Linked DNA regions of Danio rerio: all the other regions are linked to region 1. Evidence: chromatin contacts called from public HiChIP or PLAC-seq and Micro-C data. All regions are on one chromosome and are shown on one strand. The core of a region is the stretch at or near the end of the contact, and the rest is flanking DNA. Distances in the headings are between cores, read along the strand shown. Region 1 holds the start of dact1 (dishevelled-binding antagonist of beta-catenin 1). Region 2 holds the start of lgals3b (lectin, galactoside binding soluble 3b). Region 3 overlaps si:ch211-185a18.2. Region 4 has its middle 21 kb from the start of lgals3b.

Region 1 (7,364 bases), core at 342-2,841:
TTTTAAATGTATTAAAATTTTGTACTAAAAGGTCCTATTTATTGCTGTAGGCTTTGATGTGTTTACATTCAGATCCATTTACAATATATCAAATGCTACAAAATGTGATTCTGCTCGAGTTTGAGAAGATGCATAAAAAAATGAATAATTCATGCTTTCTATTATTTTAATGCTGAATAATGTAGATGCCATCACCATGGTAAAATTTGGTGTTCTGTGTGGTGTTCAAATATAATTGTCAATATATGTTATTTAAATAAATATGAATTTAAAATAAATAAAAGTAATAAAAATACATAATTAGCATGGATATAAATTAAATATAATTAAAAAAGCATAATGTGAATTAATATTATTGTCAATATATAAATGTAATTACATTTAAATTTAAATTAAATATAGATACAATTAAAATAAAAATAAATTAAAAATAGATATAATTAAAGTAAAAGTATGTGATGTAATATATTGTAAATATATAATATATATTTAAATAATATATGTTTATATATATATAATTTGAATAATCTATGAATTCAACATAAATAAATATAAAAATACACAATTAGCATGAATATAATTGTCAATATGTAAATATAATTTGTATAAATATAAATTAAATATTATCAAAATAAAAAAAAATGATGTGCATTAATATAATTGTCAATATATAATATAAAAATGTAATTACAATAAATATAAATTAAATATAAATAAAATAAAATAAATATATTTCATGTGCATAAATGTAATTGTCAATATATAAAATATACTGTTATATTTAATTATTTATTTATTTTTACATAAATATGAATTCAATATAAATAAACATAAAAATACATAATTAAAATATAATTAATCAATTATATTAACATATAATTGTCAAAATATAAATATAATTAGCATGAATATAAAAAAAAAATTAAAAAGAATAATGTTCATTAACATGATTGATTATATAATATGTTAATGTAATTACAATAAATATAAATTAAATATAAGTAGATGCAATTTGCATAAATATAAATAAAATAAAAATAAATATAATTTAAATAAAATATGTCATCTACATAAATATAATGGTTTATATATAATATGTATTTATATAATATATATTTGAATATTATATAGTATATAAATGTCATTAAAACAAATATAAACCAAATAAAAAATGTATTTAATAAAAATAACTAAAATTATTTCCAGAAATATCCATAATCCAAAATATGTGTTTCTCCTTATCATTGATTTATTTACATGCATATAGAAAAACCCAGAGTGATTTGCTCAATATTTAGAATTTTTGCACCCTCAGATTCCAGATTTTCAGTAGTATCTCGGCTAAATATTGTCTTATCATAACAATCCCATAAATCAAATGAAAGCTTGTTTATTCAGCTTCTATATAATGTATGCATCTTAATTTTTAAAAAGTCACTTATGACTGTTTTTAGTCCAGGGTCACATATTTGATAGCATAAAAGAGCCGCTTCAGAAGGACAGAGAACACAAACGGGCGTTAGGACCCTGCGCGCCCACATCAGCGCGGTTTCCTCTGTGTGTGTGACTGAGCGCTTCATTTCAGGACACATTCAGATCCCAGTATCATCCGGACGGGACGCATCAACACCCTCTCTGTGTCTTTCTCTGCGTGTATGTGTGGATTTACACATTATATCCTGAGCTTCAGCAAGGACAGCATGCTTTAAAACTTCATGTTTCTAAAGGACTAATAGTTTTGCTCACATTTCATGATTACTTCTGTTTTGGGAATTCTAATTCTGGATCACTTTTTACGCATGGAGATTGTCTGAGAGCGCGATTCTCAGATGCACTCTGCTCATAGAAAGAATCTCTCCACAGGTCTATTGCTTTCATTGGATTTATAAATGAACGAGTGGTCAGAGATGCTGGTGTGCAGGGATTATTGCGCGCTCATGATGCGGGATCGGAAGGAATGCGACGCGCGCTGCTGTCGGGACGGCGAAGGGGAGCGGGTTCGAGCCCGGGAGCGCTTGGACGCCACTGTCGCGGGACTGACCGAGCTGGAGTACTTGAGGCAGAGGCAGGAGCTGCTGGTCAGGAGTGTGTTGAGCTGTCCAGAGGCTGCAGGACAAGACAAACCCTGCCTGACAGTGGACGACAGCTATCTGAACACTGAAGAGAAACTTCTGGAGGAGAATATTTTGTTGCTTAGGAAACAGTTGGTGAGTCGCAGATTGACATTATTTTTTGTTATAGTTCTATTCATTATAGTTCTATTTACTAAATTGAATCATTCAATGGATTTGCTATTTTTTAAGGTTGCAAACTATTTTTATAGCAATGTTCATCTTGATTTGTTGAACATTACTATATAAATCACTAAATATAGTAACGTTCAACTTGATTGGTTTGTTTAAATTTGTTTAAAGTCAGCCCAACCACTTACCTTGGAAAAATGTTAGTAAATTTGATGAATCGTTATTTTCAGTGTGCATATGTGGTGCAATATCTTTTTTTATTACATTAATTATTAATATTTTTTTAGCTATTATGTCGTCTATTTATTTATTTATTTTTTTTTTTTTTTGGATTGGCATTATTTGAACTTTTATTTTCAAAAACTATGGTACTACTACTTTATACCAGGGTAGTAACGTAAAAAGTCAATACTGTTTTTGCATTGTACTTCAAAATACCTAAAAGAAAAACCTCAGTATTATCAGACTACCATAAACAGAGTTATACATTTTTTGTCAGTTATGATTATACCGTAACTATATTATATATGTATAATATACACTTTATATATAATGAAGTGTTCAGATGCAAAAACCTCTATATGTGCCATCTGAAATTTTCTTCTAAAATTTGCATTTTTCTCAGCATCCTATGTTTGTGTTCAGTTGTTTCACTTTAAAGGCAATGCAAAGAACATATTTGCCATAAAATTGATTTGGATTTGCTGAACATACACACAGAAGCTAGAAAGAAAAAAATACCTATTTTTAGGAGAAAATGTCAGACGGCATTTAGAGGTTTTTGCATTTGAACTCTTTATAAACAGTTGAAATATTTATATAATATTTCCCAAATGATGTTAGAGCAAGGTTTTCAGTTTGTCTGATAATTTTTTTTCTTCTGGAGAAAGTCGGATTTGTTTTATTTCAGCTAGAATAAAAGCAGTTTAATTTTTTTTAAAGCCATTTTAAGGTCAAAATTATCAGCCCCTTTAAGCTATATATATATATATATATTTATATTTATAGTCTACAGAACAAACTATTGTTATACAATAACTTGCCTAATTACCCTAAACTGCCTAGTTAACCTAGTTATGCCTTTTAATGTCACTTTAAGCTGTATTGAAGTGTCTTGAAAAATATCTAGTTCTAATTCTACAAACATCATTTTTATAGCCATAATTTCAGAAATAGTTGTATTGAGCTCAATCAAAACTTTATTTTATGAACTTTTTGTCATATAGTAAAAATTAAAATAGACAAAGTCTCTATTTTTGGCCTTTACAGTCATGTGACACCAGAAACCCAAGCCTTATAATCATTAGAATGACATTAAAACAATGAGAAAACCATTAAATAAAACTTCCAGGAGATAGTAGAACATCCCAGAGTTCCTAATGCAGATCTAGGAGGGGGTCTGAATGGCCTGAATGAGATTAGTCGATGGGTTTCAATGGAAATGAACTTTTTTACAAGCTCAGCTTAAGCCCCCCTGCTGTAGAGGATGAGCGAGATTAAATTTAACAGTTGGGCCAAAAAGACACCTGGTTCCACTCTGGGTATTTGCAAACATCTCCAATATTGTAACCCTATGCATTGCGGTGAACGTATTGTGTACACAAAGAAGAATTACAAGATTTGGATTCAATTTCCATGCTTTGCCAAAGCCTCAGACTTGTACACAAGTGGTTGAATCTTCTCCGATGTAGTCTGGCATGATTATACTTGTTTATCTTGAGGTCCGTCAGTTTGCAGGCCGCACACCCACATCTGCAGTAAAGTCGACGGTGATGTGTGAATCATATAATGCCTAATGTCCTTATGATTCCACAAGAATAAACAACCAGTCCTCTGTGGCCTTGTGCTGTGAATTGACTATAAACAGTAAATGTAGACTCCTCTCTCCCGAAGCCCAGGCCGTCAACAGTGGTCTGGGGTTAATTTGACGCCGTTTCAAAATAACCATTGGTGTGCTCTGCAAATGGCACTTTGTGTAAAAATGGTCTGCACAGGCCAGCATGCTGAGAGCTCAGGGCCCATAAATCACCCGCGGCCCTCCTGTCAGGACCAGGCATTTTTTACAGCCTCGCTCTGCAGTGGAGGAAACGCCATTCCTCCGCTCCATATAGCCTGGAATCTGCACTGCATTACTTCCCCTGTCAGCGAGCAGCAGTTAAAATTTGCAGCAGATAACATGCCTCTGATTATAGGTCATTTGAAGCAGTGTCCGTCTGCTTTGAAGGGGCCACATTTTCCTCGGTCTGCTGTTTTACCACGCTTAATTTGGAATGCAGCACATGATACGGGTGTTGTCAGATGCATCCAATTGCTCTCTAGCGGTGTGTCGAAGTTGAATGTTGTTCCCATGCGAGGTGTGACTCTCATTTTGTTCATTACGTCTTGTCTGATTAGTTTCGTGAGGACTTTAGGGTTAGGAGGATATTTATATTAAAAAAACATGATCAGACACAGAAGATAGGATATACAGTTGTCAGAATTATTCACCCTCCTGTTTATTTATTTCCCCAATTTCTGTTTAATGGAGAGAAGATTTTTTTCAACACATTTCTAAACATAATAGTTTTAATAACTCATTTCTAATAACTGATTTATTTTATCTTTGCCATGATGACAGTAAATAATATTTTACTAAATATGTTTCAAGACACTTCTATACAGCATAAAGTGACATTTAAAGGCTTAACTAGGGTAATTAGGGTAACTAGTCAGGTTAGGGTAATTAGGCAAGTTATTGTATAACAGTGGTTTGTTCTGTAGACTATGGGGAAAAAATAGCTTAAAGGGGCTAATAATTTTGACCTTATAATGTTTTAAAAAAAAATAAAAACTGCTTTTATTCTAGCCGAAATAAAACAAATAAGACTTTCTCCAGAAGAAAAAATATTATCAGACATACTGTAAAAATTTTCTTACTCTATTAAACATAATTTGGGAAATATTAAAAAAAAAAAATAATAAATAAATAAATAAATAAAGAGGGGCTAATAATTCTGACTTTAACTGTATATGCACTGTAAAAAAAATGTTGACTCAACTTAAAAATTTAAGGCAACAAACTTCAGGAAATTTTTGATTTTACTCAACTTAAATTGAGTCAAGTGGGCATGGGATGATAACTGCTTTTTGAGGTATTCCATGGTTTGGAAAACTCAAGGTTTTAAAATCGTCAAAATTTTCTGCTTTACCATTCTTTAGGTATGTGTAAGATTTTTTATTTACATTTTGTTTTAAGTTTTGTAGGACAGCAGTATTTCCAGCAAAAAAGATATCCAAAGATGCTGTTTTAATTGTAAAGAAATCCGTGTTTCTGAAACTAATGAAGACAGCAGAAGTCAATGATTCTTTTGAATTATTTAGCCTGACATGTTTACTCCCCTAAAATATGATATATGTTTCTCAAAATAAAATATATTATGTTCAAAGAGAGAAAAGTTGTAGTTTTTTACCCAGACATTTAAAAAGAAGATATTTTAGAGCAGTAATCACAATACTGTGATATTTTTATCCAAGGTTAGCATACCGTCAGAATCTTATACCGGCTCATGCCTAGAGTCAAGTGAAGTAATTGGGTTGAACGTTAAGTAAACTCAATAATGTCCTGAAGTTTGTAGCCTTAAAATTTTAAGTTGAGTCAACTTTGTTTGTTTTTACAGTGTGGCATGTGCTGAGGATGTGACTTTTATTCTCTATTATTATTATTATTATTATTACAACATTATTATTATTACCTTTATTATTAATGATATCACTGTTGTCGTCATTACAGAATATTACATTCATCATCATCAATTTTAGTATTATAACTGGTATTATTCACATTATTATTATTATTATTATTAAGCACTGTTAAAATGTAATGACAAAAAGCCAAGACAACTAATATTATTATGTTGCTTTAACTTCTTTTAATAAGTTAATCAGGTTTCAACTAAAAAAAGTTAATGCAAATGTAACGTAACATTTTTAGTCAGTTTGATTGATGTGAGTTGAGATGACTGGAGAAGTTAATTTTATCCATTAATTTTCCTTCGGCTTAGTCCTTTATTAATCAGTGATTTCCACAGCGGAATGAACCGCCAACTATTCCACCATATCTTTTACCTTCCAGCCCCAACCCAGTACTGGGAAACACCTATGCATTCTCACATCCACACTCATACAATATGACCAATTTTGTTTACCCAGTACACTTTAAGTCTTTGGACTGTGGGGGAAACCAGAACACACGGAGGAAACCTTCGCAAACATGGGGAGAACATGCAAAGTCCACACAGAAACACCAACTGGACTTGAACCAGCGATCTTTTTGCTGTGAGGCGACAGTGCTAACCACTGAGCCACCATGCCATCAATGTTCATTTTATTAAACAAAAAAATGTAAGGCATGCAAGAATTATTTTACAGTGTGAATGCTAAATACTATTTAAATACTACCATTATTCTGAATGTCATTGCTGTTTACACACTTCCTGCTATTTTATGTCTATTCTATTGCTATTTGTGGGTGTATGATTTGCACTCATAATAAAAAAAGAATAGGAAAAGGGATGTGCATTATGAAATAAAATTGTTTGCAGATTTTTGCCAGGGCTGTAGTGCAGATCCTCTCAAATGAAATAGAAAAGTCTCATTGAATCAACTTAAATAAATTACTTCAACTTCTTACATCTAAAAGAATAAAGTTTGTCCAACTTATTTATTACTGAAACCATAATAATTTAAGTGGAAACTAATTAAATCATGGTGTTGTAACAAGCTTAACTAATTTAAGTTTTCACTTTATACAGTGCAGTTCATACAGAAGCTGCTGAAGTACCGAACAACATGTTTTCTCAACATCATCTTTTCATGTTTTGTTTCTTTGTAGAACTGCCTCAGGAGGCGAGACGCAGGTTTGATTAACCAGCTCCAGGAATTAGACCGACAGATCAGTGACCTGCGGCTGGACACTGAGACTTCGCATGAACATGTGGAAACCGACAGCCGGCCAAGCTCTGGTTAGTATTTGTTGTGAAACCAAAACACTTTGAGAGAGGGGCTTGAATTCTGAGCAATGCATGTTTGTCACTCGAGGCTTGGCAGAATTGGTTACCAACAGACTGTTTGCATAAAACCAAT
Region 2 (6,958 bases), core at 1,211-3,710, 180 kb after region 1:
ACCTTGTGGTCCTGCAATGCGACTTTTTCCCAAATACTGTGACTAAAGCAGTGCACTGGTACTAATAGCAATATGCAATAAAATATACTTCGATTTTTGTATCCTTACTAGGCCTATATAAGATGTTTAATTTTTTTTTAACATTATCATCATTTATTTTGTAGGTGACGATAAATTATACAAATTTCAGATATTTAAAGTAATATTAGCTTAGGCTGCACAGATTGTTTTAGGAGTCACGTTTAGAATTATCTAACATCTAAGTTGCATGCTGCTAGTTGCATTAACATTTTAGTTGCATGTTTGTTTAACAGTTATTAAATATTATTAAGTAATATAATGTCTGCCAGAATTAAAAATAAATAAATAAATAGGTCACACTTTACTTTGATGGCCCGTTGTTGAATTTAAGTTACATTGCATCTACATGCCAACTAATTATCATTAGATTATAGACTGTTGAGTAGACGGATGGAGTTAGGGTTGACATGTTTAGCAGCAGTAGCTAGCAACAGATAGCCTATTAAGCAGACAGTCTACTAATACTCAAATGGACTATCAAAATAAAGTGTTACCAATAAATAAATCAAAGAACATTGAAAAAATGTAATATATATTAGCAATACCTTTTTAAAGAACATTATGAAAACTCTAAACAGTGGCTAGGCGACGGGCGTGGTAGTACCACCAGCTGTTCACCAATCACAACACGGTAGGACAGCAGCTAACCAATCACAACACATTTAGATTTTTTGGAAGGCGGACCTTTATCAAACCCGGAACATGGCATGCCGCTTGTGAAAGTTCTAGGGGAGGAAGGTACTGTAACACTATAAATTAATCATGCGCTTTTCAGACAACAAAGCGTAAAAGTATGTTCTGGCACACCTGAAAACTTAAATAACCTTTTTAAAGAGCTACATAAAACCCCTTTAATAAAAGGTGTCTCTGATAACAATATGGTAGGGGTTGCTAATGTATGCATATTTTTATTTGTGTTTTTTTTTAAGTGTTAGTAGTGTATGTATATATTATTAGCAGTTGAAACTAACGGAGAGAAGATTTCTAAATATAATAGTTTTAATAACTCATTCCTATTAACTGATTTGTTTTATCTTTGCCATGATGTCAGTAAATAATACTAGATATTTTTCAAGACACTTCTATACAGCTTAGAGTGACATTTAAAGGCTTAATTAGGTTAACTAGGCAGGTTAGGGTAATTAGGCAAATTATTGTATAAGGATGGTTTGTTCTAAAGACTATCAAAAAAATATATAGCTTAAAGGGGCTAATATTGACATTAAAACGGTACAAAAAAACTGATTTTATTTTGCTGAAATAAAACAAATAAGACTTTCTCCAGAAGAAAAAATATTATCAGATATACTGTGAAAATTTCCTTGCTCTGTTAAACATCATTTGGGAAATGAAAAAATCAAAGAAGGCTAATAATTCTGACTTCAACTATATATATATATATATATATATATATATATATATATATATATATATATATATATATATATATATATATATATATATATACATACACACATACATACACACTTTTAATCTAATGAGCTGAACCACCAAGCAAGAGTAGTTGTTTTTCATATTGGCAATAAATGATGGATGAAACGAATAAGCAGATCTGGAATATATAGCGTGGTGAATTTTTAAAAAAATCATGTTACTAATACAATGATACTATATTTCTTTGCTTTTATTAAATTCACTGCAGCATCAGATATAAAGGTACAAAACCTTTTTTATTAAATTTTTTGAACTACTAATGTATAGCTACATGCACTATGTACAAATGTGTAAAAAGTACAACCTCAGTGACAGCTTTTGTGACTTTATTTTTGCTATTGTCCTATTCTTACAAATTTTACTAATATATATATATATATATATATATATATATATATATATATATATATATATATATATATATATATATATATATATATTATACTGAAATAGTTCAGATGAATGATGAATGAACAGTGAATAGGTGTGTCTGCTGTATATACTGTAGACCTCCATGCATTGCCAGTTACCACGCAACACTGCATATGTCTTGAACTTATAATCCTCACCTAGTTTCCAAGGCAACTTGGCTTTTGTTCAGCCTTGGATTCTTGGAAGAAAACAGAAACTCCCCTGATTACACCCATCCTTAAAACACATGAAATCGGAGTTTATGCACCTCAGATGAACCCAAGTGCACAACCTTCAGACCACACCGACGCACTAATATTGACACAATCGGATAAGAATGTTTCAGCATACTAGTTAACATATTATTTATAGTCTCGCCTCTGATTAAATGTATTTCCCTATGGATATCGGTGCATTTGTTTGTATTATGAGTGGGTGCGTCCTCTTCTCAGAAGTACAGAGGAGGGTTTAGAGGGGTGTGAGAGTGTATTTTTTAGCTCCACCTTAAATTCCTGCTTGTCTACCAACTTCCTCCACACAACTGCAACTTTGTGCCATCAGCTACACCACGCAGGTATTTATGCCTCTTTTAGCCTCATTTTCAAAACTTTATCAGCACTCTCTGGATTAGACTTTGGTGTACGTGTTTGCATATTGATATTCAAACATGTGTATTTATGTGGTGGGTTAGTTTTGCCTAATGCAAACAGTAGGTGATGTCGACATAAAATGGCATCCTGTGAGTTTTACAGATAGTAAACAAATGGCGCTTTTGAAACTAAGAGCTGAAGTGTACTTTTGCTAGCTTTAAACACATCCGTTCATGAGATTCAGAGGCCTGGTGAAAACCACATGCCTGCTGACGAGTCAGAACTTGCAGTGATGCATTGTTTGCTACGTTTGAGTGCAGATTACACAATAATCATTTTTTCCTCAGGGAATACACTGATCTGGAGTTACGGATGCTTACATGCAACGTTTACACGTAAAAATGTACAGATATTCCACATATTCACTTCATAAGCCATAACATGTCAGTATAAGCCATACATGTCAACAAAACAGTTCATCTTCATAGAGCTTCATTTGATTTAAAGGAATAGTTCGCTCAAAAATGAAAATTCTGTCATCTTTTACTCACTCTTTACTTGAAACAGTCCTGTTTGACTTTCTGATATTCTGAAGAAAGCTAGAAACCTATGGACGTCAATAGAGAAATAGAGGTTTCCAGCTTTCCTGAAAATAAAAGAAACCACAAAGGGTGGGGGCGGTCATAATGGTTTGGAACCAATTTGGGTGCAAGTAAACTGAGAGTACATTTTTCATTTTGGCCAAACTATTCTTTTGCCTTTCTGTGAAACCAGTGTGCATTTATTATGCTCTGCACAGTATTTATTATTAATATCATATTATCTAAATCATCACGCATTCCCTCCGGCTCCATTCACACAGTAAATGTATGGGTGTGGTGGGTGGTTTCGAGGACAAATGAGTCATCAGCTCATGACAAAATGTAATGTAACACCAGGGGACCAATGTGTAGTTTTTAAAACAAATATTGATACAAAAAATGCATGGGTGGTTTTAAGGAGATACAGCATTACCTTTAGCACTCAACTGCACCTATTATTTTCCCAATGTAGTTGACCGGTTAAACATTATAACCAGGGTGCGAATTACACATCGACGATCGGGGGGTTGGGGTCTACTTTTTCAGTAGTAGTTTTGTAATACATGCTTCAGTGAATCAAATTTATGAATGTATTTAAATTACATCTCATTTATTAATGAAATGTATAGATTTTTAGTGTTTTTAGGGATATTTAGTGACTATTTTAGAGGTTACTGTTGGTCAAACTATACAAATTATGTCTAATTTTTCTCTTTTGTTTGACTGCATGCAGATATAAACACCTATTTTACATGAAACATGTTTTGTAAATACTTAAGAAGTCTATGTCAGTGCTCTAGAACTGCCAGTTTCCGGAGAGGTTAAAATCGTACGTTTTTAGACGACTGAACTTGTACGTAATCGTACGAGTCAGCCGATAAACTGACAAAAAGTAAAATACTTAAGTTTCCTCGTGCGATCTGGCTGTAAGATTTAAGATATAAATGAGAGATCAGAGAAAGCTATTTCTTACTATCAAAGGGCTGACCTCCCATACATCTTGTTTTGATGTCCTTTAGGGTGGATCAAGCGTTAATTAGGGGTCAAACCCCTCTGTAATTTGCACCCTGATTATAACAAAGATTTTGTCAAAGTCTATCAATGTCATATCTTTTAGATGCTTTTCAGCAAAAACTTCCAGAGTTCTTCATATAAAAATCAATTAACTGGCTTTTATATTTACTTAGGACAGTGTTTCTAAACCACGTTCCTGGAGGAGCACCAACACTGCATGTTTTGGATGTCTCCTTTGTCTGTTACACCTATTACAGGTCTTTCAGTATCAGCTAATGAGCTGATGATCTTAATCAGGTGTGTTTGGTTAAGAAGACATGGGCTGTTTCTCAATACCAAGAACACAGAGAAAACTGCATTTTGACACATTTTAGACATGTCGGGGACACCCCATAGGCTATTTTTAAGTGACCTGTTATTTTGTAGACATATAAATCCACTTAATATATCAAAATAAGTGTCACTTGGTAACAAATATAAGAAAAGGTACTGAGAGAAACAAGCCTGAACAAGAATACATAACAATTCATACTATACTGTAGCTACAGTATTCATTTATTTATTTAGCTTTGTCCCTTATTTATCAGTGGTCGCCACTGCAGAATGACCCTCCAACTATTCCAGCATTTGTTTTACAAAGCGGATGCACTTCCAGCTGCAACCCAGTACTGGAAAACATCCTTACACTCATCACATTCACACACAAACTCATACAAGGCCGATTTTGTTTACCCATACTGCATGTCTTTGGACTGTGGGGGTAACCGGAGCAAACCCATGGGAAGAACATGCAAACTCCACGCAGAAATGCCAACTGGACTTAAACCAGTGGTCTTGCTGTGAGGCGACCGTGCTAACTACTGAGCTACAGTGCCGCCCCGCTATACAGTATATATAGCTATTCACTTAACATTTGGATGAAATAATCTTTTATTTTTGGACAATTCTAAAGTATTTTTCCTAATATTTCTAAAATAATGAAACACCATATTTCCTTACCCTATAAAATAAGTTGTACAGAATTGTTTTTCTAAAATATTTTATCAATATAGAAAATAGGAATGTTACAAAATGTTTGACAACTTTTTTATTCACTTTAACTTTTTTATTTAACTGGGTAAGAACTAGAACAACTGCTGCATTTAAGATTGTGAAATTGCTTTGAAATATTTCATAAAAATGTGTCTCTCAGTGTGTCTCTTTACTGAAATATCTATTTTTTCCTAAAATGAAGAACATTTTAACATAAAAAAAGTTTAAATGTATGGCAAAGCCAGTTATTGCACAAATATTACCTTCTGTGAAATACATTTGCTCTTACTAAATAATTAGTTAGTCCTACTAGGTATAGTTATAGTAATAATAGAGTATAATAGTTTAGAATATAGTAATGAAATTGAGTAATTATCAATATTAGCTAAATAGCAAGGAACGGAAGGGGTATTTATGTAGCACATTTCATACACAATGTTAATTTAATGTGCTTTACATAAACTAGAAGAACTACAACAACTTGTGCATTCACGATTGTGAAATAGTAGCAACATATTTACACTGGAAAAAATGATTCAATTGGATTTACTACATTTTTAAGGCAAGTGCTTGAAAATAATGTTTAAAAGAGTTGAAACAAATCAATTAAATATAGTATCGTTCAAATTAATTTCTGTGTTTAAATTCAGCTCAAATCAATTTGTGTCTCTTAAGTGAAAGGTTACAAAAGGAGGGTGTATATTGATGGCATAAAAGAGCTCAAATCACCTTTCAGTTCCTACAATAACCACACTTAGATGTGAAACTTTCTTCAAATATCTATTTTTTACCTAAAATAATGAACATTTTAACATTAAAATTTTTTTTTAAATGTATGGCAAAGCCAGTTATAGCACAAATATTACCTTCTGTGAAATTAACAATGTCTTCTCTCTGTTTCCATTTCAGAAATCATGGATGTAAGTACATCTGGTGACGCTTCAGAATAATGGTCTGCCGTCAATACATAACTGTGCAGAAAGTAACCCAAGACAAATATGGAAATAAGTATAACTAAATAATAAGTGACAGTGAAGTTAAATAGAACAAACATCACTAATCAACAATTACTGTACAAAATCAACTTCATTTAGAATCTTTAACTAACTGCAAACAATTAATGTATTAAATAATAATTATAGGAGACTAAGCTGAAGGAAGGTGGTTCATTCCGCTGTGGTGACCCCTGATAGAAGAGGGACTAAGCCAAAGGAAAGTTAATGAATGAATTAATGATACTTTTTTTTAACATTTACTTCCAGTCATTTAGATTATTTGGTAACACTTTACAATAAGGGTGCATTAGTTAACATTAGTTAATGCATTAGTTAACGTGAACTAACAATGAATAAAGCATTTATTAAGCATTACCTAACCTTTGTTAATGTTAACTATACATTTATTTATGTGTTAACTAATGCATTAGTAAACATGATCTAACAGTAATTAAGGACTTTGTTCAGCATTATTTAATCTTTGTTAATGTTTATTTACACATTATCTAATGCATCTCTTTACATGAACAGCTTAATTAGTTCATGTTTACTCACTCATACACTAACGCGTTTGTTAATGGATTAGATCACTTGATCTTATAATAAACAACACATTTATAAAGCAATACTGAATCCTTGTTCATGAAAACTTAGTTAGTTAACGCGTTAGTTAACATGAACAACATGTTAGCATAATTGGTAAAGCTTATAATAAGTGCATAGTTCCTGATCAATGTCAGGGACAAAGGAGGTCTTTTTTGGAGTGCATTACATCGGAACCTCAGCTTTGACTGTTATT
Region 3 (7,526 bases), core at 3,451-5,950, 130 kb before region 1:
ATTTTACTCAATTATTATTATTATTTTTTGGAGTGACTGTAACAGCTCTCCTTGAATATGACTGGTTGAACAACATTTCATGAATTATTAGTTTTTTTGTTTATTTTAAAGGTCATATTTATTTTAAAGAGGAGCTAGTATGCAAAAATCATTTTTATACAGGGGTTTAAACACAGTTGTGTGGCAATATACATACGGTCTGTGAATATAACCAGCTTTTAATAGGATAATTTGATTAATTTTAGTTTTTATAATCACACTTGATAAAAACAGTCTGCAGAAACACTTTGATTGGCATTCTCTCTTTGTAGGTTTCATCAAAGGGGGAAACCCTCCCATTAGTACGGTGGCGGAAAATGCAAAACAACATTGCAAAGTGTAAAAGGCTTTTACAAAGCTCGAGACAAATTTACATTTTGGAATACAATTTTACCTATCATCAGACACAATTACATAGGAAAAACAATTTTATCAAGGACAAAACAAATTTACATTTTAGAAAAAAATTAACAAGAAGCAACACACTTTTGCAAGTCCCGAAACAAAATTACAATTACATATTCCTTAAAGAAAGGGAATGTACCATGCACCTGAAGTGTCCCGGAATGTACCACGCACCGAGAGTGACTTGGGGAAAAGTTTTGTTGTTGGTGAGCGCTGTAAATTCGTGCTGGGGAGTACATGGCGTAAACAAAGTTCATGGTGACCGAACATGGACTGTAGTCGAGGGTTGTTTTGCCCGTTTTGTGGCAAACACATGAGCAGCTTAACGCGGTTTTGCTTTACATGTGGTCGGTGTTTGGATTATATAAAGGATGCGGACCAGACTGAAACACCTGACATACTGCATCAATGTGTTCAATATTTTAACGAGGGCCACTCGTACGCTATTACCGTGGACATGATGTCAAGTCTACACGGTGTAAACATCTGCTTGACGACTCTTAACAGTAATGAAGCCGGTGTTACGGTTTAACTGGTGTCCGTGTTAACTGAGGCCCCTTTTCAGATGTAAACTATTGATGTTTGCAGATTGACAGATATGTAAATTTTTTCACAACAACAAAACATGCCCATACCAAATAAATATTCTTATTACTTGGTGTCAGTGTCACTGTAAGAATTATAGATTGTAATATTTGTGTGGCAAAACAGTAAATAACCAAAATTAATGTAAAGAAATAATTATAATTGACATCATGACATGTCATCAACAGGATTTGAACCCAAGTCAAAATGTTCTGCGTGGGTATCAATCGACCTGTCTAACTACTCGAGTTACTCAGGTCTACAGGTTGAGCTCGGTTTTGATATCTTTATCAGTCAACATGTGCCGTGCTTTGATTGTTTTCATGTACTTGCGTTTACATGTTTCTACATTCTCTAACGCTGATATTTTCTCAGAATAGCTCTAATATGTTTTATCCCAGTTGGTCAAACCATGATTTTTATAGTTGTAGACTCGTGGTAACCTGTGTATACAAAGTCACACACAAGCTGATATTTTCCGGTGCGTGTTACATTCAGGGTCATTTTGGGTGTGTGGTACATTCCCTTTCCGTAAGGAATCTGTAATTGTAAATTTGTTTCGATACTTGTAAAAGTCAAAAAGTGCTTCTGCAGAGTTTTTATTAAGTGTGATTGCAACAAATAACATAAATAATTTTTTTTCCCATTAGAAGCTGGTTATATTCACAGACTGTTATATAAAAGGGATTTTTGCATAATAGGTCCCCTTTGAAATAAAGTTTAATTATATAGTTATATATTTAAATTAAACTATAACTAAGCATTCATGAAATGTTGTTCAACCAGCCAGATTCAAGAAGAAAAACTAAAGACTAAAAAAAAATAGGCTAACGCTTTGAATCTGCCACTATACTGACACATAGGCATTTGTAGCTCCGCCCTCTTCTTAAAAGAGCACAATCTCATTTGAATTTAAATCGACAGTCATCAAAACGCCTCAATTTCGATCACAGCCTAACAGGGGCAGTTTCAAAAAGCAATTAAATATTTGTGGGGTATTTTCAGCTGAAACTTTTAATTCACACACTACGGACACCAGAGACTTATTTTACATTATTTAAAATCATTTTTTACTTCATTTAAAAAGGGGCATTATAGGTCCCCTTTAAAGTTGGATTTTTGCAATTAACAAACCATTAACTACTGTATGACTTTTGCATCAATGAACTCCTAGTTAGCAGCTTATTCATAGTTTGTAAAGTAATAGATCATTTCAGGTATTTGGTAGGATTAGGGATGTAGAATATGACCATGCAGAAAATGTACTTGTACTTTATATGTACTAATAAACAGCCAATATGTTAACAATATGCATGCAACAAGCATCTATGTAATAGTTAATAGAATTGGTCCCTGTGCTAAAGTGTTACCAATTTAATTACTATGATTCTGATTTTTCCTGCTTATAATTTTTTGCTAAAAAACTTGTCTTTTAACGTTTGTATAAAGTAAGAAGCAAGTACTGATTGTCTGTGCATTGTACTATTTAGGCTTTTTAGGATACATGTACAGAGATTTATGCTCAGACATGACCTCTGTCCCTACTTTTGACTTAATCACAAAAACAAAGTAGTCTCTTTAGTGTTGTGTGGAAACTTCTGAGACCCTCATTAACCCAGGATTCTCGGTCTGTAGGTCAGCCATATGTGGGGATTTACCCCCCTGAATGAGGGAGATTAAAGCTATGTTTTTTTTCTCTCTGTTCCTGTGTAATCCCTCTGTATACAGTGTCCACTTCTCGCCCCTCTCCTTTGCTATTGTTCTTGTCTCATTTCATCTCATTTTGTTGTTTAGAGCTCCCAGATGGCACAGACTGTTCACAGACCTGCACCTCTCCTAGTGAGACAGTATGAAGAGGAACCAGGTACAAATACATGTACACACAAAAACAAAGACCACATTTAGGTCAGGGATGCCCAAACCTTTTCTTATGAATGGCCAAAAACCAAACTTGATTAAGGCTAGTGGGCCAAAGGTGAATATACTTGGCATGGTTAATTTCTATAGGTGGGCATAGATACATTTTTTTAAAATCTAGATTAATCTCACTGTAATCTTGGAATGAATCTAGATTAAAATGGCTCATTTGAATTCTGCCCAAGGCATTCAGAATATGTGTGCTACCCAAATAATAACTAAAAGTAAGTCTCTGAGAACGAGTTTCTCAAGCCAGGTGGCGCATTAGACCAGGGGCTCATCTCCTGTTTCCAAAATGCATCACAAACTGCTTGAGAAACTGTTCTACTATGATAATTGGTGATGAAAATAAATGTTCAATAAGATGTACTTGTGTTTACTAACTGTTTATTCAGTTAATCATGAATTTTGAACTGTATCCCTACATAAGCTCCAAACAGCTGTTTTTGATGACCTTAATCCGACTGAAGTCATAACTGAACTAAACAGAAATAGAATTTAGACATGGAGTATGAATATAAAAGTGGCATTATTGAAGTAAACACCGCGATCAAACTATTACCTTCATGTTGAAGTTTTCACCATATTTTCCGACAAGATCCACACACACGGCTGTCAGTAAAGGACCGCTCGCACACACACACACTTACATCGCAAAATGCAGAAGTTTTTTTCTTTCCATTTGGTGTGCGTTATTACATTCCATAAAACTCTCACCAGTCCTTACTCCTTATTTGCGTCTAATACCCCAGTTTGTCATGGGGGCATGAGTGAAATGTTCTTGAATGATAGTGAAACTGATAGCCAAACTGCAGTTAAAGTCACCCAATATTACAGAAAATCTTACATGAAAGCACTTCACGTAAACACCTTAAGTATATTATTGTCTATGTTAAATAACTAGATTACAGATGTCCATATAAGCAATGTCCTGAAATTTGCTTGCCAATCTTAAGCCAATTGAAATGGTTTGTTTTGGTTACGTTTGGAATTTCCCCAACCAGCACAGAGCCCGGGGGACCAGAGTGAGTGCTCCTACTTGGGTCCCCCGGTCTGCAATATTCCAGTTTTGCTAATTCACATTTTTGGATGGAAACAGCTAGTTAAATATTGTGTCTAGTTGAACAGTTTCAGATGTGGTTGGCTTTTAATGTTTTAATGCCATAATAAATGGATTAGATCAGTGGTTCTCAAACTTTTTTCATCAAGTACCACCTCAGAAATAAATCGTCTCTCCAAGTACCACCAAAATGACCAGTATTGAAATACAGTCGCGTAGTAGGCCCAGTAAAGCAGCTACAACTCTGCACAGTAAAAAAACGTGGCAGATTATCTCAGAAATAAAGGCTATATGTCATATATGTCGTATTATATACATCATTTTTTGTAAATTTTGAAATGTGTGTAGCATGTGCATGACATATTTCATTCCTCCGTTTACCACTAGAAGGAAGCCTGTGTGCCACTGGTGGTACACGTACCACAGTTTGAGAACCACTGGGTTAGATGTTAGGTGTCTCCACAAACAAAGTATTTTTTAAACAGTTTTACCATCATTTTACCTAAGATTCTTGAATTTAGAATTTTAATGTGTAATTTTACACAATTGTAGACTCTAATTATACACTCTTTATCACTCTTAATTTGGATTTTGTTATTTCAGTAAAACAGTTGCTGTTTTTTTTGCAGGCTCTAGATGGCAGTACACTTATAGGGCAGTTGCAGCTCTGTCTGCATTGTTCTTTTGTCTGAGTCTGAGCATGATTGTCTACTTGTCTCTGAGGTCTCTGTCCTTGGCATCAGGGGTTCAGAGATGCTGGAGTCAGCTTTATAAACTTGAGTCAGGTGTGAGGGGACACAACAGAAGACAAATGCTTTTGTGACAGCAGCTGCTGCGGTGGCAAATGCATTATTTATTCTGTAGGTCAGGCTAGACCAATAGTCTGAGTATGAATATATACATATATATATGAATACAGATACTGTATATGCATCCTAGTTTGACAGCATATTTATGTGTTCGATGTACATTGTTGACATTCTCTTTCATACTCCATCCAAATCATTTATGCAATAGAGGCGGTCGTAGTTGTGTTCGTGCAGCTCTAAATGACACATTGATGCATTTATGATGATGCAAGACAGTTGGAAGTGATCAGGGTTAAAGCAATGAGTGGTGTCTGTTGGATGTTAGAGTGCTGGATGTGTGCAAATGCAGGTCAGCTCTGCAGATTGGACATAATGAGATGAGTGCTGAGAAGGCGCTCTCTCTCCCCAGTGCTTTTAATTGTGTCTTATGTAAGGGAACATTGTGAACTCGAGTACATGTCCTAAACGGTTTACCCTAATTTGCTGACAGGAGACACCTCTGTCTCTGCAGCTGCCAATTTTACTCCTCTTTCGTAATCTGTCACTGTTTTTTTCATGTGGTGAAATGTATTAAGGATTCAAGTGCTGAATCCATATTGGTATTGTTAGAAAAGTTCAAAGGTCACCTATCTGATTAGGCAGATCAAACTGTAAGTCATAGAGACTTAAAACTTGGTAAGATTGTTGTACCCTCCGTCCACCACATCACTGAGGCTTGTTAGGCCTGATGGTGGTGCTACAGCAGTCTAAAACACGAAATGGGTTGTAAATCGCAACCGAAGCGACCTATATCAGTTGAATCCTTGACTCAAGTTCTCTTGCATCAGATCCAGCCACCACCAACAAAACATTCAGGTATTTAGCATTTTTTGTTAGTTTAAATAGTTTTGCAAACTAGTGCTAAGGTTTTTGCTAGATCTAAAAAAAATTAAATTAATTAATTACAAAAAGAAATTCCAGTCCAGTTCAATTTGCCCCTTGTCTCTACAGTGCATCTGGAAAGTATTCATAGCGCTTCACATTTTCCACATTCTGTTTTGTGACAACCTTATTTCAAAATTGATTAAATACATTTATTTAATCAAAATTCCACACACAATACTTCATAATGACAATGTGAAAAAAGAATTTTTGAAATTGTTGCAAATTTATTACAAATTAAAAAACCTGAAAAATCATATGCAGTGTTTCCTCTAGGATTTTTTCCAGCTGTGGCGGCAGGCCCTTTTTTTTTTTTACACAGACCTACCAACTACCTGTGGCATTATTATTTCAATGACAAATGTCGTTAGCGCAGTATTAGAAGTTAGGATCGCATTTGTGTAATAGCCTACAGCAAGCGAATCTCTGAGCTTGCGCGCCAATTTCCTCTGCTCGTGCACAAAACTTTTTACACGCCCCTCAAATATAAGCCGCTTCAAGTGCGCACAGATCTTCTTGTGCGCTCTCAAAGAAACGCTGCAATTTAGTGCGTTTATGTAACGAGTATGCCTCCAACATTTATTAGATTTGCTACAAATATTTTTGAATGTCTCTAATAGACCTAAAGAGTAGCATTAATGTGTCCTGAAGTAAAGTGAAACGGCTATACGTCGTGTTTGTTGGCCTCACTCATCACACGCCTGTCATTTAGTCAGCAAGCATGTAACCTTAAGAGTTAAACAAATGATGCACAACACTACTACGGTTACAGAAAAGATCGCACTTTTATAATTCACTTACCCTTTAATATGTTTTGGTGCGATTATCAACCACTATTAAAAAAATAAAATGTTTTGAATGCGAAGCTGTAATGTAGCCGTAGCGGTACGAATTTTAGCATGGCGCCCCGCTATGGAACAATGAATGTAGCGGAAACCATGACATGTACATCAGTATTCACAGCCTTCGCTCAATACTTTGTTGATGCACCTTTGGCAGCAATTACTGCCTTAAGTCCTACTAAATATGATGCCACAAGCTTGGCACACCTGTCTTTGGGCATTTTTGCCCATTCCTCTTTGCTGTACCTCTCAAGCTCTATCAGGTTGGATGGGAAGCGATGGTGTACAGCCATTTTCAGATCTCTCCATAGATGTTCAATAGGATTTAGGTCTGGGCTCTGGCTGGGCCACTCAAAGACATTCACCGAGTTGTTGAGAAGCCACTCCATTGATATTTTGGCGGTGTGCTTTGGGTCATCGTCCTGCTGGAAGATGAACCGTCACCCAAGTCTAAAGCCTGGTTTATACTTCTGCGTCAAGTGACCGGCGTGACCCACGGCGCAGGCAACGCGCGTAGCTGTGCATTTATACTTCTGCGCGCTGTCTCTGTTGGTCTGAATTAACACTTCCGAAACGCTAGTGGGCAGTGAGGTGTAAAATGTTTCTCTGTGTCGAGTTTCTTCTCTGCTTTTTTGCTTTTCCTGAACACTTCCTGGATGTACAAGTGGCTCAAACTCGCTCATTTTGAGACAGGAACCGGCGGACGTGCAACAACTTTAACTATAAGGTAAACACAAAACAAATCTTTCCATCAGGAGCTCCTTCACGGGACTCCACACTTGTAAACAATCGCTCCATTGGGCTCGCGTCCAGCTCGCGCCATTCGCGCGGCTCTCGGTCCCGCCCAGACTCGTCAGCGCTACTAAGCTGACCAATCACAGAGCTTGCGCTACGCGTCGTTATGACCTGTAGTTACATGTTTGAGAGGTGCACGTTAGCGACGGCCAC
Region 4 (7,472 bases), core at 1,857-4,356, 160 kb after region 1:
TTAAAAAAAAAAAGTGGTACTTGCTTGTGTAAAACCAGCCACAATAATACTGGGGATGGTCTAGTTGGTTGCTAAGGTGATTGTTAGTGTTCAATACAATGTTCAGTTAGTGTTGTTAGTTGCTTTGTTGTTTGAGTTCATCATTTAGTCATTTTAGATGGTTGGTTGGTGTTGCTTTGTTTGAGAGTTATGTTGTAGATCCATTGCTACATAGTTCTAAGTATCTCATTCAGGATGGTTGCTAAGCTTTTTGTGGGGTTGCTAAGATTGTATGTTTATTGCTACAGTGTCCAAAGTGGTTGTTTTTTTATATATATAAATTTGCATTTTTTGTGGTTGCTATGGTATCATAGTGGCTGTTACAGTGTTCTGGGTGGTTGCTTTGTTGTTTTAGTTCAACATTTAATCATTTTAGGTGGTTGCTATGGTGTTTTGGGCAGTTATGTTGTTTGGAACCATTGCTATGACATTCTAGTTGGTTGCTAAGGTTTTTTGTGTGGTTGCCAAGATTTTATGGTCATTGCTACAGTGTTCTGTGTGGTTGTTTAGATACATTTGCATTATTGGTGGTTGCTAAGATGTTTTTGTGGTTGCTAGGGTATTATGGTGGCAGCTACAGTGTTCTGGGTGGTTGCTTTGTTGTTTGAGTTCATCATTTAGTCATTTTAGATGGTTGGTTGGTGTTGCTTTGTTTGAGAGTTATGTTGTAGATCCATTGCTACATAGTTCTAAGTATCTCATTCAGGATGGTTGCTAAGCTTTTTGTGTGGTTGCTAAGATTGTATGTTTATTGCTACAGTGTCCAAAGTGGTTGTTTTTTATATATATAAATTTGCATTTTTTTGTGGTTGCTATGGTATCATAGTGGCTGTTACAGTGTTCTGTGTGGTTGCTTTGTTGTTTTAGTTCATCATTTAATCATTTTAGGTGGTTGCTATGGTGTTTTGGGCAGTTATGTTGTTTGGAACCATTGCTATGACATTCTAGTTGGTTGCTAAGGTTTTTTGTGTGGTTGCCAAGATTTTATGGTCATTGCTACAGTGTTCTGTGTGGTTGTTTAGATACATTTGCATTATTGGTGGTTGCTAAGATGTTTTTGTGGTTGCGAGGGTATTATGGTGGCAGCTACAGTGTTCTGGGTGGTTGCTTTGTTGTTTGAGTTCATCATTTAGTCATTTTAGATGGTTGGTTGGTGTTGCTTTGTTTGAGAGTTATGTTGTAGATCCATTGCTACAGCATTTGAAGTGGTTGTTTAGATGAATTTGCATTCTTCATGGTTGCTAAGATGCTTTATGTGGTTGCTAGGGTTTTGTAGTGGCTGATACAGTGTTCTGGGTTGTTGCAGTCTTGTTTGAATTCATTGTTTTGTCATTTTATATGGTTGCTATGGTGTTTTGGGGAGTTGTGCTGTTTAGGACAATAGCTACAGCATTCTAGGTGGTTGCTAAGGTTTTTTGTGTGCTGTTGCCATTAGTTTATCATCATTGCTACAGTGTTCTGGGTGGTTGTTTAGATAAATGTACATTTTTTTGTGGTTGCTAAGATGTTTTGGGTGGTTGATAGGGTATTATGGGGGCTGTTACAGTGTTTTGTGTGGTTGCTTTGTTGTTGGAGTTCGTCATTTTGTCATCTTATGTACTTGCTATGGTGTTTTGGGAAGTGATGTAGTAGATCCACTACTACAGCATTCTAGATGGTTGCTAGGCTATTTTGTGTGGTTGCTAAAATTGTATGTTTATTGCTACAGCGTTCTAAGTGGGTTTTTTTTTTTGTTTATATAAATTTGCACTCTTTGTGGTTGCTAAGATGTTTTGGGTGGTTGCTAGGGTATCATAGTGGCTGTTACAGTGTTCTGGTTTGTTGCTTTGTTGTTTGAGTTCATCATTTAGTTATTTTAGGTGGTTACTATGGTGTTTTGGGGAGTTAAGTTGTTTGGAACCATTGCTACAGCATTCTAGGTGGTTGCTATGTTTTTTTGTGTGTGGTTGGCAAGTTTTATGGTCATTGCTACAGTGTTCTGAGAGGTTGTTTTGTTGTTTTGATAAATTTACGTTTTGGTTGCTAAGATGTTTTAAGTTATTGCTAGGATATTGTTGTGACTTCTACAATGTTCTGAAGGCTGTTACAGTGTTCCGGGTGGTCGTTTGAGTTCCTCATTTAGTCATTTTAGGTGGTTGCTATGGTGTTTTGGGGAGTTATGTTGTTTAGAATTGTTGCTACGGCATTCTAGATGGTTGCTAAGGTATTTTTGCATGGTTGCCAAGATTTTATGGTCATTGTCACAGTGTTTTAAGTGTTTGTTTTGTTGTTTATATAAATTTGTATTATTGCTGGTTGCTAAGAGGTTTGGGGTTGTTGCAAGGGTATTATGGTAATTCTTAGTGGTTGCTAAGGTTTTTGTATTGTTGCTATTCTAAATGGCTGTTTTGTTCTATAGGTTACATTACATTCTGTGTGGTTTCTAAGACGATTTGTGTAGTTGTTTGAGTTCATTATTAAGGCATTTTATGTGGTTGTGTTTTGACAGTTAGGTTGTTTACAGTAGGTCTGTTGCTATAGCATTCTAGATGGTTGCTAAGGTAATATGCTGTTTGTTACTGTATTTTCAGTTGTTGTTTAGGTTCATGTGCATTCTAAGTGGTTGTTAAGTTTTTTGTGTGGTTGCTAAGGTGTGATAGTCATTGCTACTGTGTTCTAAGTGGGTGTTTAGGATTTTTTGCATTCTATGTGGTTGCTAAGATGTTTTGGATGGTTGCTAGGGTAACATGATTACCACAGTATTCTGGCTGGTTGCTCTGTTGTTTAATGTAATGTATTAAAATATAATATGAGAGTTTTAAGCGATAAATGCTCATCCACCTCTGACCCTGTGTCTTTGCTTAGTGTCGCATTACAAAGACACAGGCAGCCAATGTAGTCCAGTGTTTTGCAGTAGAAAAGCAGATAATAGCCTATCTCAGAGTCTCTCCTTGACTGACATCCCATTCAGCATCAGTGACACGAGTCAGCCTCTTTGGTTTATCTGTGAAAGACATCTGCGCACCAGACAGGTTGATTGACCGCTCTCTCTCTCTGTGTATGTGCATGCGTGTGCATGTGTGAGAAAAACAGGGGGTGTGTGGGTGGAAACAGTGTGAGGCATACAGTCTACTCAGCTAAAGTATTGCTCTGGTGATCCCTGTTGCTTATGCCTGACTGAACTGGGAACATATTGGCGTAAGTGCAGCCTCGTCTTGTTTTTAAAGTGTGACAAAATCCTGTTAGTTTTTACTACAGTTTTTTAAAATATGAGTGTGGTCAGAGAGAAGATTAAAGACAACAATGCCTTCAAAGCTTCCCATAAATGCACACACATTTACATTTAGTAATTAAGCACATTGGTCCCCAACCTTTTTTCACCGCAGACTGGTCCGTGGACCGGATATGCAACCATCAACCGTTTTCTCAGAGGATGACAAGCTGACAAAACATTGCTGTCACTCTGATACAAGTTTTATTTACGGACAAAATTACAAAGCACTGCAGTGTTTATTAAAAGATCAAGCCATCATTAGAAAGTAATACTGGGGTTAAAATGTCTGTCAGATAACAGTGCAATACTTGTTTAATGCTTTATTTGTGTTTAAGGACTGGATACCTGTGAACAATTTTGCAGAGAATATATATTCAGATATTGCAGAAAAGGACATTGTGATGTTTTAAAGAACAGTGTTGGAGATATAACTACCATTTAATGTTCTCATATTTATAAAAATACATTTAATTTTAATCTTTATTTTATAAATGTAGCTTAATATAGGCTATTTCTGTATTTATTTGATATTTTTTATTTTAAGGTTTGGATATTTATGAGCACTAACTCTTACAGAAAATAGTTTCTGATATTGTTGAACATTACATTGTGTTAACATTTAAATTAATCTTCACTGTGAAGCACTGAATTGGAAATGATGTTATTTTAATAACGTAAACCGAGGTGGAAATGGAAATGACGTTAACAATATGCGAATGGCCCCTAAAAGACCGCCATCATTTGCAATCTCCAGCAGTTGATCTTCGTGCACAGACATGGTGGATTCACCTGATTTGTTGACAAATGGGTTGCGGGTCTTTTCCTTGGCAGTTTGTGGGTCCATCACTGGGCATTTTCCCCTTAGAAAAGAAGCTTTCCAAAGCCGTCTGTTTCTTACTCATTTTGCTGCTTGTGGTTTAAATTTGGAAACTTAAGTGACCGAGATGTAAGAAAGAGTACACAGTCATTTTTCAAAACAAAAACATTGAAAAAAAAAAAGATTGTTCAGACTCCGATAATAAATAAAACGGAATTAATGATTTCTTGTGCGTCCTGGTACCACTTGGTCGACAGACTGTTACCAGTGCACGACCCGGTGGTTGAGGACCACTGATTTAGCTTATGCTTTTGTCCAAAGCAACTTACAATTGAGGAGGTATTCAGCGATTCAACAAGAGGCAATACAGACAAGAAGTGCTAATTATTCAAAGTAACTTGTTTGTGCTCAGAGAATTTAGTACTAGAGTAGGATTTATTTTATTTTTTAAGAGAAAAAAGAGCTTCTATTGGTGGTTTTAGTATTATTCACCAGGGTTCAAGTGTTTTCTGAAGAGATGGCTGATATTTAGTTGTCGTTTGAAGGATACCAGTGTATACGCAGTCTGAGTGCGAATGGAAAGATTATTCCACCAGCGAGAAACATTGAATGAAACCGTTTTGGAAAATGACTTAAGGCGTACTCACACCATGCTATCCAAACCGTGCCTATGCCCGTTTCCTGGATCGTTTGAGAAGTGTGAGTGCGCTGAATCGGGCTCAGGCACGGTTCACTTGGTACAGGTGTGCCAGAGCTTGGTTCACCTTAGCGTGGTATGCTTGTGTGTGAGTGCAAAGCGCGCATGAGCCCGAAACTGAAGACAAGACGTGACTTTTAAGGGACTATTTCATATGGTTTTATTAATCATTCCTACCGTTCAATAAACGCGAACTGTTGTAGATTATTAAAGATGCAAACCCCTCACTGCACGACAGCTGCACCTTCAGCAAACCCCCCTAAAACCTGCAGCACAAGGACTTTATGATTGTTTATGAGCGTCAAAAGTGGCTGATCTGTTCGGCAAAATATTTGACTGCATGTCACCGCATCTCAAACGACTAAAATTATATAAATAAAGAAATCTCCACTGTGCTGAGCGAAAGCTTAAACTTAAACTGAACAGTGCATCATTGATGACGTAAGCGTGCTCAGGCCCTGTGAGCGTGGGCCGTTGAGTGTGATGGGATGGGGTACAAGTGTGCCTTATAGCCTCTCTACGATGGCACCACAAGGCGGTGCTCACACCCTGACTGGAGGCTTCTGGAGGCGATGTAGAACTTCAGGAGCAGGTTGAGGTACAGTGCCAGTGCCTGTCCTGTAAACAAGCATATTCACCAGGTTAAACAAATTATTCGAAAGTTTCTATCCATTTTTGAGTGATTATAAACAATATGTTTCAATTCACATATAGCGCATGTCTTTGGACTGTGGGGGAAACCAGAGCAGCCAGAGGAAACCCACGTGAACATGGGCAGAACATGAAAACTCCACACAGAAACGTCAACTGGCCTAGCCGGGACTCAAACTAGCAATCTTCTTATTGTGGAGTGACATCGCTAACCACTGAGTCACTGTGTTGTCTGTTAACATATACAACATATATCAACATCTTCAACATAAGATAAACATAGCACAAAAGCAAAACTCAAAATGGATGCCAGCATTATGTTATGATGTGCACCGAAAATCACCTCTTTTAAAATTTCTGATCATATAGTTTAGTGTTTGATGATCATCCAACTCTTTGAGCATCCAACTCCCAGCAGACCTCAAACAAAACAAAAAAATAATTAGTTATCAATATTTTTAATTAAACTTTGGGCGCCAGACAAGATTTCCTTGCCAAAAAGAAAAAAAACATTTACTAATACCCTGGTTAGCTACAGCCGGCATTTAACCACCATACACAATGCAAAAGAAAAGGATAAATAATAACAACGCAACACACTTTAAATGAAATCAACTGTTGTATTTTTATCACACAGTACAACAAATATATTTTCTAAATAATAACCAATTCTTTTTACCCCTGTTCAATCTTGGTTGAACGATTTTTAACAACAACAACAAAAAAAAGAAATCACTGCTTAGATAAGTCAATAAAATAAAAGAAAGAAAACATCAAACAAACAATCAATCAAACAAACAATAATAACGTGTGGCTGAGGTAACGGAAACCAGAGAGAAAGAGAAATGTAAAGAAGGTTTGTGAAATTGAGTAGCAATGGGTGTGGATTGTATGGGTGTATGAATGAATGTGAATGACCTAAATAACTGACCCGGCAAACAACGCTGATTCTGTACAGGTCCACCTTGGCTTTCAATCCCCATAAGATCCTGCAGACCCCTCGCACTTAATCGCTCGTGTAGTTTTTCTGGTCAGCCTGTCCACCATCACTTTCACACCACAGTATTTATCGCCACACCTCCATCTTCAAAGCCAACAGCTCTTCACCTTTTGCATCTTTCTTGTTTCTCGTCTTTTTCTCTCCCCACGATTTCACCACCAACACACGAATAAAAAAAACAGCAAAGAAAACAGCTACTCCAACTGCAGCTCTAACAACCTCAACAACAACAACAGCCACCTGGAGCAATCCTCAACACCACCTTTTATGGTCTCCTACTGTGTACCTGCCCTTCCGCTTCCTCCCGACCCCGGAAATAAGGTTTTGGAAGCTCGAGGGAGGGCAGAACAGTGCAGCGCCTCCTAGTGGCACTTTGAGAAAATGGCAGAACATTTTATTCGCCACAATCTAAAACGATTATCATTACAATCCAAATTTGGAAAGGGTCAACAAAGCACACAAGACAGCCAACATGATATTTGTGTGTGTTTCAAGAGTTCACACTTAACTAATGATTGATTATAAGCTTGTTTGGCATGCTGTCCTGGGAGAGAGCCCTGAGCTCAAAAGATCCTTGAGCCTAGGGCTCACTCCCTTTTGCAAGGCGAGAGGGGAGTTTGAGCTCAGGTAGATCTCCAGAACTCTCCTGCTGCAGTAACTAAAGAACAGATAGTGATTGCTCTTTAGAGATAACTACTTACTAGGAGCATGTCTACGATGCCGATTTGGATTAGTCAATTAACTTAAGTTGCATGTTTTGGACGGTGAGAGGAAACCGTGGAACCCGGGGGAAACTGATGTGTGCACGGGGAGAACGTGTAAACTCCATACAGAAACATCGGCTGGCTTGGTAAGGACTAGAACCAGGGACGTTTTTGCTGTGAGGCAACAGTGCTAACCACTGGACCACCTTGCCACCCATCTAGGAAAGAAGAAGGAGTAGGGGTGGAAGGGGGCATTCTTCAAAACGAAGATGGCTGTTATATGGAACTTAGGGAATTTATAGTGGTTTTGG

What was found. Hi-C and Micro-C count contacts between places; a contact is called where the count stands out from the background. HiChIP or PLAC-seq counts read pairs in DNA pulled down with a chosen protein or histone mark.
Region 2: a contact with region 1 is called in a Micro-C map of caudal fin, with 8 times the contacts expected there. The contact joins the promoter of lgals3b here to the promoter of dact1 in region 1. A contact is called at or near these places in 4 of 18 Hi-C or Micro-C datasets (caudal fin, embryo and an unstated tissue) and 2 of 4 datasets of contacts at active chromatin or transcription factors (embryo and gastrula embryo).
Region 3: a contact with region 1 is called in a Micro-C map of caudal fin, with 3 times the contacts expected there. The contact joins the enhancer-like site here to the promoter of dact1 in region 1. A contact is called at or near these places in 1 of 18 Hi-C or Micro-C datasets (caudal fin) and 2 of 4 datasets of contacts at active chromatin or transcription factors (embryo and gastrula embryo).
Region 4: an H3K4me3 HiChIP or PLAC-seq map of embryo shows a contact between it and region 1, with 4 times the contacts expected there. The contact joins the enhancer-like site here to the promoter of dact1 in region 1. A contact is called at or near these places in 4 of 18 Hi-C or Micro-C datasets (caudal fin, embryo and an unstated tissue) and 2 of 4 datasets of contacts at active chromatin or transcription factors (embryo and gastrula embryo).

The regions. Positions count from the first base shown.
Region 1 is chr17:12,204,702-12,212,065 of GRCz12tu, reverse strand. dact1 (dishevelled-binding antagonist of beta-catenin 1) reads left to right here and starts at 1,591. Exons shown (of 4, transcript NM_214731.3): 1 at 1,591-2,207; 2 at 7,114-7,243. The coding sequence starts at 1,890.
Region 2 is chr17:12,027,811-12,034,768 of GRCz12tu, reverse strand. It overlaps lgals3b (lectin, galactoside binding soluble 3b), which reads left to right and starts at 2,460. Exons shown (of 6, transcript NM_214693.3): 1 at 2,460-2,521; 2 at 6,074-6,084. The coding sequence starts at 6,079.
Region 3 is chr17:12,339,650-12,347,175 of GRCz12tu, reverse strand. si:ch211-185a18.2 reads left to right here. Exons shown (of 32, transcript NM_001258228.1): 30 at 2,824-2,893. Among named protein-coding and RNA genes, the nearest start is that of dact1, 130 kb to the right of the region's middle. Within about 2 kb of position 4,700, at least 5 of the 62 cell types and tissues checked have an H3K27ac peak or open chromatin away from gene starts, as enhancers often do.
Region 4 is chr17:12,049,670-12,057,141 of GRCz12tu, reverse strand. No RefSeq gene overlaps it. Among named protein-coding and RNA genes, the nearest start is that of lgals3b, 21 kb to the right of the region's middle. Within about 2 kb of position 3,106, at least 21 of the 62 cell types and tissues checked have an H3K27ac peak or open chromatin away from gene starts, as enhancers often do.